Linked DNA regions of Sus scrofa: region 1 is linked to region 2. A link is a contact called in public Hi-C data. All regions are on one chromosome and are shown on one strand. Each heading gives the region's core, a stretch centred on a gene start, on an enhancer-like site or on the middle of the called end of the contact. The rest is flanking DNA. Distances are from core to core; before and after follow the strand shown. Region 1 overlaps TRIM2 (tripartite motif-containing protein 2). Region 2 overlaps TRIM2 (tripartite motif-containing protein 2).

The links. A called contact is a pair of places that touch in the nucleus more often than the background predicts.
Region 1: a Hi-C map of epiblast stem cells shows a contact between it and region 2, with 2.3 times the contacts expected there. The contact joins two enhancer-like sites. A contact is called at or near these places in 12 of 47 Hi-C or Micro-C datasets (alveolar macrophages, embryonic fibroblasts, epiblast stem cells and 7 more) and 1 of 2 datasets of contacts at active chromatin or transcription factors (skeletal muscle).

The regions. Positions count from the first base shown.
Region 1 is chr8:75,871,535-75,874,520 of Sscrofa11.1, reverse strand. All of the region lies in intron 1 of TRIM2 (tripartite motif-containing protein 2), which reads left to right. Among named protein-coding and RNA genes, the nearest start is that of TRIM2, 67 kb to the left of the region's middle. Within about 2 kb of position 1,595, at least 20 of the 83 cell types and tissues checked have an H3K27ac peak or open chromatin away from gene starts, as enhancers often do. A contact at or near this core is called in epiblast stem cells, where this site is marked.
Region 2 is chr8:75,806,056-75,808,755 of Sscrofa11.1, reverse strand. It overlaps TRIM2 (tripartite motif-containing protein 2), which reads left to right. Exons shown (of 12, transcript XM_021101489.1): 6 at 888-1,611. Among named protein-coding and RNA genes, the nearest start is that of MND1, 52 kb to the right of the region's middle. Within about 2 kb of position 1,420, at least 53 of the 83 cell types and tissues checked have an H3K27ac peak or open chromatin away from gene starts, as enhancers often do. A contact at or near this core is called in epiblast stem cells, where this site is marked.

The sequences.
Region 1 (2,986 bases), core at 346-2,845, 66 kb before region 2:
AAGGACAGACTTTGCCGCGTATTTACAGGGGTGGGGGCGGCGGCGGAGGTGGGGGGGGACTGATGCGTGTTGGAGAAGAGTTGGGAGGACCGCGCCCCCCTTTTTCTGCCCCTGGGGCTGCGATTGGTCCTTCTCCGGGGACCGGCCGCTCCAGCCCGAAGTAGGGAGCAGGGAGATCCGCCGGCCCCGGGCCCCGGGTGCGTGCGGTTAGCGCGTCCTTTGTGCGGGGATTAGCCGCCGCGCCAGGGCCGGGAACGCGGGCGGGCGCCGCGCAGCGCGTAATCCAGGATTTGCCGCGGCCCCGCGGCGGATGGAAAACAGATGTGTCCGCCCCGGGCCTGAGCACGGGATGGAAGTGACCGATCCGATCGCCTTCTGGAACCGAGGACACGGAGTTGAGGCCCTTCGGGATCCAGCCGGGAGGCGGCTGGCCCTCGGTTCGTCCGCTTTGGCGGCTTCAGCCTAGAGCCCGGCTTCAGTCCCCGCGGGCCGTGCGCGCCTCTTCTGACGCCGTCGCGCAGTAAGTGGGTCCTCTCTCGGCTGCGGCCCGGGCCCAACCCGGCCATCTGGAGTCTCTGCTCCGGGCAAGGTCCGCGTGGACCTAGGTGTGCGGAGCCGCGGGAGACTCCGCTTCCGGGTCCTGGCGGGGGACCGGGGGTTGGGGGGGGCGGGGACCTGCTGCCAGGCCCGCGCCTGCCTGGGTCTCCGGGGGCGGGGACCCTCCGCCAGTCTCGAAAGCTGTGCCCCGAGCTTCGGAAGTAAAGCTTTTCACGTCATTTTGCACTGAGGGAAAAAAGAAAGAAAGAAAAAGATGCTCTGTAACCTTAAAGCGGTAGATTTAATCCTTGTTCAGAAGATGGGTTTCCTTCTCTCTTTACATTTTGGTCGTTTCCCTACTACTGAAATCAATTGCCTTCCTAATTAGCCTTCACGCTGACCCTCTGCCCGAGTTCATACTACCGTCTGGCTTCTTAGAGGAGGGAGATGTTGATGTTTGAGGGTTTTCAGGGTTTGTGTGTTTTGTTTTTTTGATTAATAAATCCTGAAAATACATGCCCCGTATTGAAAACTGCATGTGCACAAATTAGGTAGGAGGCCAGGAGTGGGCAGGAGGGTTTGTCGCATGAAATGCCTGTCAGATCCCAAGCATTCTTTGAACCCTAAACTGGTTCCCACCAGTAATTCAATCCCCACAAGCCTCGGGTTCATTCTTCACCCCTTCCCTCCCGCTCGAATATACCAACCTTACTTTATGAGCAAAGACAGCGTTAGATTCGGCTGTTTGGTAAGTGGTTACTGTTAAAGCACCTGGAGTTCCAGATATGCAAAGAGGTAGCGAACCCAGGGTGGGAGGGGTTGTTGTTCCTGTGGGAGTAGGTATGTCGATGCCCTTCCCCCCCCCCGGAAACAGTTTTTAGCCCATTTTGTTCTTAAACTGGAGAGTTAACTTTCCCATCAATCATTGTAGAACGCAGTTACGGACTTCTTGCGGGGCTCCTTGTATTTCCGGGTTCCATGACTAGAGAGGTGGCAAAGTTACCTTGCTTGTTTCTAGCTCCGCTGTCCTGACCTCTAGTCTCAGACTGCCACGTGATTTCACCCCTGGCAGCCCTAGTACCTGCCTTGTGGCTGAAAGAAACAAAAGAGCAGGAATGACTCACAATCCTCTGGCTACCTCAACCTTAACCAAAGATGCAAAGTATTTGATTAAATTCTTTATGACGCAGGTTCCATTGTTTCCTTCCTCTTCAAATCTAGGTCCATCTAGCAATTAAAGATCAATTTAAAAAACAAACAAAACCTCCACCTGTCTCCTCCTTTAGAGTAAACAGGGATTTGATTGAGTTGGGGGTGGCCACCCACACTAATAAACTGTTTTTCTGGTGAGATAATTCCGTCATATTCGGGCTGGCACACAGGATGGATGGCACCAGATCTGCTCTCTCACCCGCATGTTTACACATTCTTTTCCTAGGACGCTCCCTTTTTTTTCTATCATTTTCTATACTGTCCCCTGTGAGGTACATACCATGACTCTATTTTGCATCATAGAATCTAGGATATCATTACTTTTCAGTGTCAAGCTTGTTTAGATCACAGTGTCCCTTTATCAGTATTCTCAGAACATTTTCCCAAATCCCACCTTTATTTTCCTGGAAAACTCTTTCATCTATTCAATCCTCCATTGGAAATGCCTTCGTATCTTTCAAAAGTAAAGATGGCGCCTACATCTGGGATTATTTTTCTTGCATCATTTTCCTGTTGACATGCATGGTTTCCTGATTGTCTGGTCAGCTTGTTATTTTTGCTTCATATGGAAACACACATGGAAAGAACTTCTAATCTAATGTAAATGGGTTAGGGAGTCTCCCTGAGCATTAACTGCGGACACACTGATCTGTTCTTTGGTCTGCCCTTGGGTTGAATTCTGTCCTTGGAATTTCTGTCCACTGCTTACTCTAGAAAGAAGCTAGATATTTACCTTGGGGCTCAGGAGTGACTTGTTTATTTGACCTTTTCTGCGTGGCTGTAACTCACCACCTCTCCAGCTACTGCTTGTTGAGAATTTGGCCTGTTAGGCAGAGAACACCCAATCTGGTAATACAGCAGTGCTCAAGGAACCTTTCAGAGTGTCAGCCTGAAATCCTAAAGTCTGGAAAGATAACATCATCAGAACTTTCTTCTTCTCTCATTACTCCATGAAAAATGACATTGCTTGGTTTATAGCAAAGCTATCTTGGACTATAAATTCCCCAAAGACAATCTCAGCTTGATTTAGGTTCTAAAAGTTCATGCTGGCTGGTGCTGGCAAGATGCTTCCAATGCTGCTGCTAATGATGCAGATAATGGTTGACCTTTAGGGTTGCATGAGAAAATACTTTTCAGGATATCTGTTTGTGAGGCCTCTCTGAGACTTTCATCTTAAAAACCTTGAGTCAAGGCTGAGGGACTGTCATACTCTGTCACCCGCATTATTTTGTTGTTG
Region 2 (2,700 bases), core at 171-2,670:
CCATTCATACCAGTGCTGGGCCTTCTCTGGGTAGCGCACTGTGTTCAACTAGCAGCAAAGGAGACTCAAATAAATCCTTAAGTGTCACTGCTGTTCAGAAAACAGTAGTTTTCATTTAATGGCATATCCAGCTATTTTTTCCCTTCCTGTTTTCAGCAAAACTAGGAACCTGTGGCCTTAAATACCACTTTATAAATTGACACAAGGCAAGATGGAACATAAGTGGTTTCAGGATTTAGGGCTAAACTGGATTGTTTTCCTTCCTTACTTATAATGGCTAATAGTCTCTTAATTGCTCTCTCACCCACACCAACCTGTTAGTCAACTTCACAGTGAACCGTGACTGCAGCCTTTGTTTCACTCTGCATGTCCAGTCACAAAACCGGGGAGGAAAGCGTCTAATACTCAGGTGTGGAGTTTTCATTTGTCCAGTTTCTGTTCCTTTAGGTGGTGACAGGGGAGCTTTGGACACTAGGAAAAGATAATGAATAATGAATATTTCAAATGCCAGGCATGGCAATCTGGCTGCCAAGCTGTCGGTGGTGTGGTGATGTTTGTGCCTGCCCCATCAAAGGCACATGACCCCAGAAATATGTGTGTGGGAGAGAAGGGATGAGGAGGAAGGAAAAGAGGAGGTACTAGGAAGGTGATTTGGGGTTGTTATATTTATACATGTATATAATAATTATAGTTGATTTACAATGTTCTGCCAATTTCTGCTGTACAGCAAAGTAACCCAGGAAGGCGATTTCGGATTAAGCATTAGAAGCGGGTTCACCAGTTTAAACTGAAAGCCCCTGCTGGCCCTCCCACCCGCCACCCCACCGTGGCAGGTGCAGCGCGCGTGCGCTGCAGGAAGCGCTCACCCCACCTCGGTTTTCCCACAGGTCCTGCAGTCGCAGCTGGACACGCTGCTCGAGGGGCAGGAGAGCATCAAGAGCTGCAGCACCTTCACCGCGCAGGCCCTCAACCACGGCACAGAGACTGAAGTGCTGCTCGTGAAGAAGCAGATGAGCGAGAAGCTGAATGAACTGGCGGACCAGGACTTCCCGCTGCACCCGCGAGAAAACGACCAGCTGGACTTCATCGTGGAGACCGAGGGGCTCAAGAAGTCCATCCATAACCTGGGGACGATCTTAACCACCAACGCCGTCGCCTCCGAGACGGTGGCCACGGGCGAGGGGCTGCGGCAGACCATCATCGGGCAGCCCATGTCCGTCACCATAACAACCAAGGACAAAGACGGGGAGCTGTGTAAAACGGGCAACGCCTACCTCACGGCGGAGCTGAGCACGCCCGACGGCAGCGTGGCCGACGGGGAGATCCTGGACAACAAGAACGGCACGTACGAGTTCCTGTACACCGTGCAGAAGGAGGGCGACTTCACCCTGTCGCTGCGGCTCTACGACCAGCACATCCGCGGCAGCCCGTTCAAGCTCAAGGTCATCCGGTCGGCTGACGTGTCCCCCACCACGGAGGGCGTGAAGAGGCGCGTCAAGTCCCCGGGGAGCGGCCACGTGAAGCAGAAGGCGGTGAAGAGACCCGCCAGCATGTACAGCACCGGCAAACGAAAAGAGAATCCCATCGAAGACGATCTGATCTTCCGAGTGGGTAAGGAGCGGGCGGCTGCGCTCTGAGCGTGGCTTCGGTTCAAGGGTGGCGGGGAGAGGGTCGCGCGTTGCAGCTTTGCAGGCCACAGCTGTGGCTGAAGGTGTTTGGGAGACGCGGGTGTATTGTATTAGCTGAGCTCGGATGGTCTCCTAGGTTTACTTTCCCTTCCTCTTCCCTCCCCCTCCCTCCTCCTCCTTCTCCCCCTCCCTCCTCCTCCTTCTCCCCCTCCCTCCTCCTCCTTCTCCCCCTCCCTCCTCCTCCTTCTCCCCCTCTCCCTCCTCCTCCTTCTCCCCCTCATCTCCTCCTCTCCTTCTCCTTCTCCCCCTCCCTCCTCCTCCTTCTCCCCCTCTCCCTCCTCCTCCTTCTCCCCCTCATCTCCTCCCCTCCTCCTCCTGCGTAACCTCGCAAGTGCTGCTGCCTATTCACTACGGACCTTTAGAAACTGAAAATAAGCAGAAAGAGAATTAGACAAATTTCAGCAGTCATAATCTGGACAATTTAAAGGAAATGTTGGTAATCCCCCACCCTACCCCCGACCTTGGGAATGTTTTTGGAGTGCTCCTGCCTAGCCCCAAGGCTGGGCGATGGTTCTTATCAGATGACTTCACGCGTTTCTCTGGACTCTGTCGGCGGCGCCGGCTGTGGCTGTACGCAGAGTCTGACGCCTCCCTGTCACTGCTCCAGCATTGTAAGGGCGGGGGCGAGGGGCATGGTGCGTTGCAAGATGTGGTCACCATCCAGTTGTTTGTAACTGGAGAGCAGCCCCAAAGAGGGGAGGGTGGGTGGAAACAGAGAATGGAATGGGGTTGGGGCGGAAGCAAGAAGGTTTAGGATAAGCCAAGAGATTTGGGGATGCAAATAGCCCTTCCCTTGTCAGATTTAGTGCCTTGGGTTTTTGTTTTTTTTTTTTAAGCTGTCCATTTTTTCAATAGAAAGGAGACTCAATGAAAACAACCAACCATTTGATGATTCTTTAAAAAGTCGGCCTTTTAGCTACTGTATCTAAAAGTATCTCCAGCCTGGTTCTCTTTCTGCCTCTTGGGTCGTACCTTGCAAGGGATGCTAATTGACACATGGAGAAAAACAATT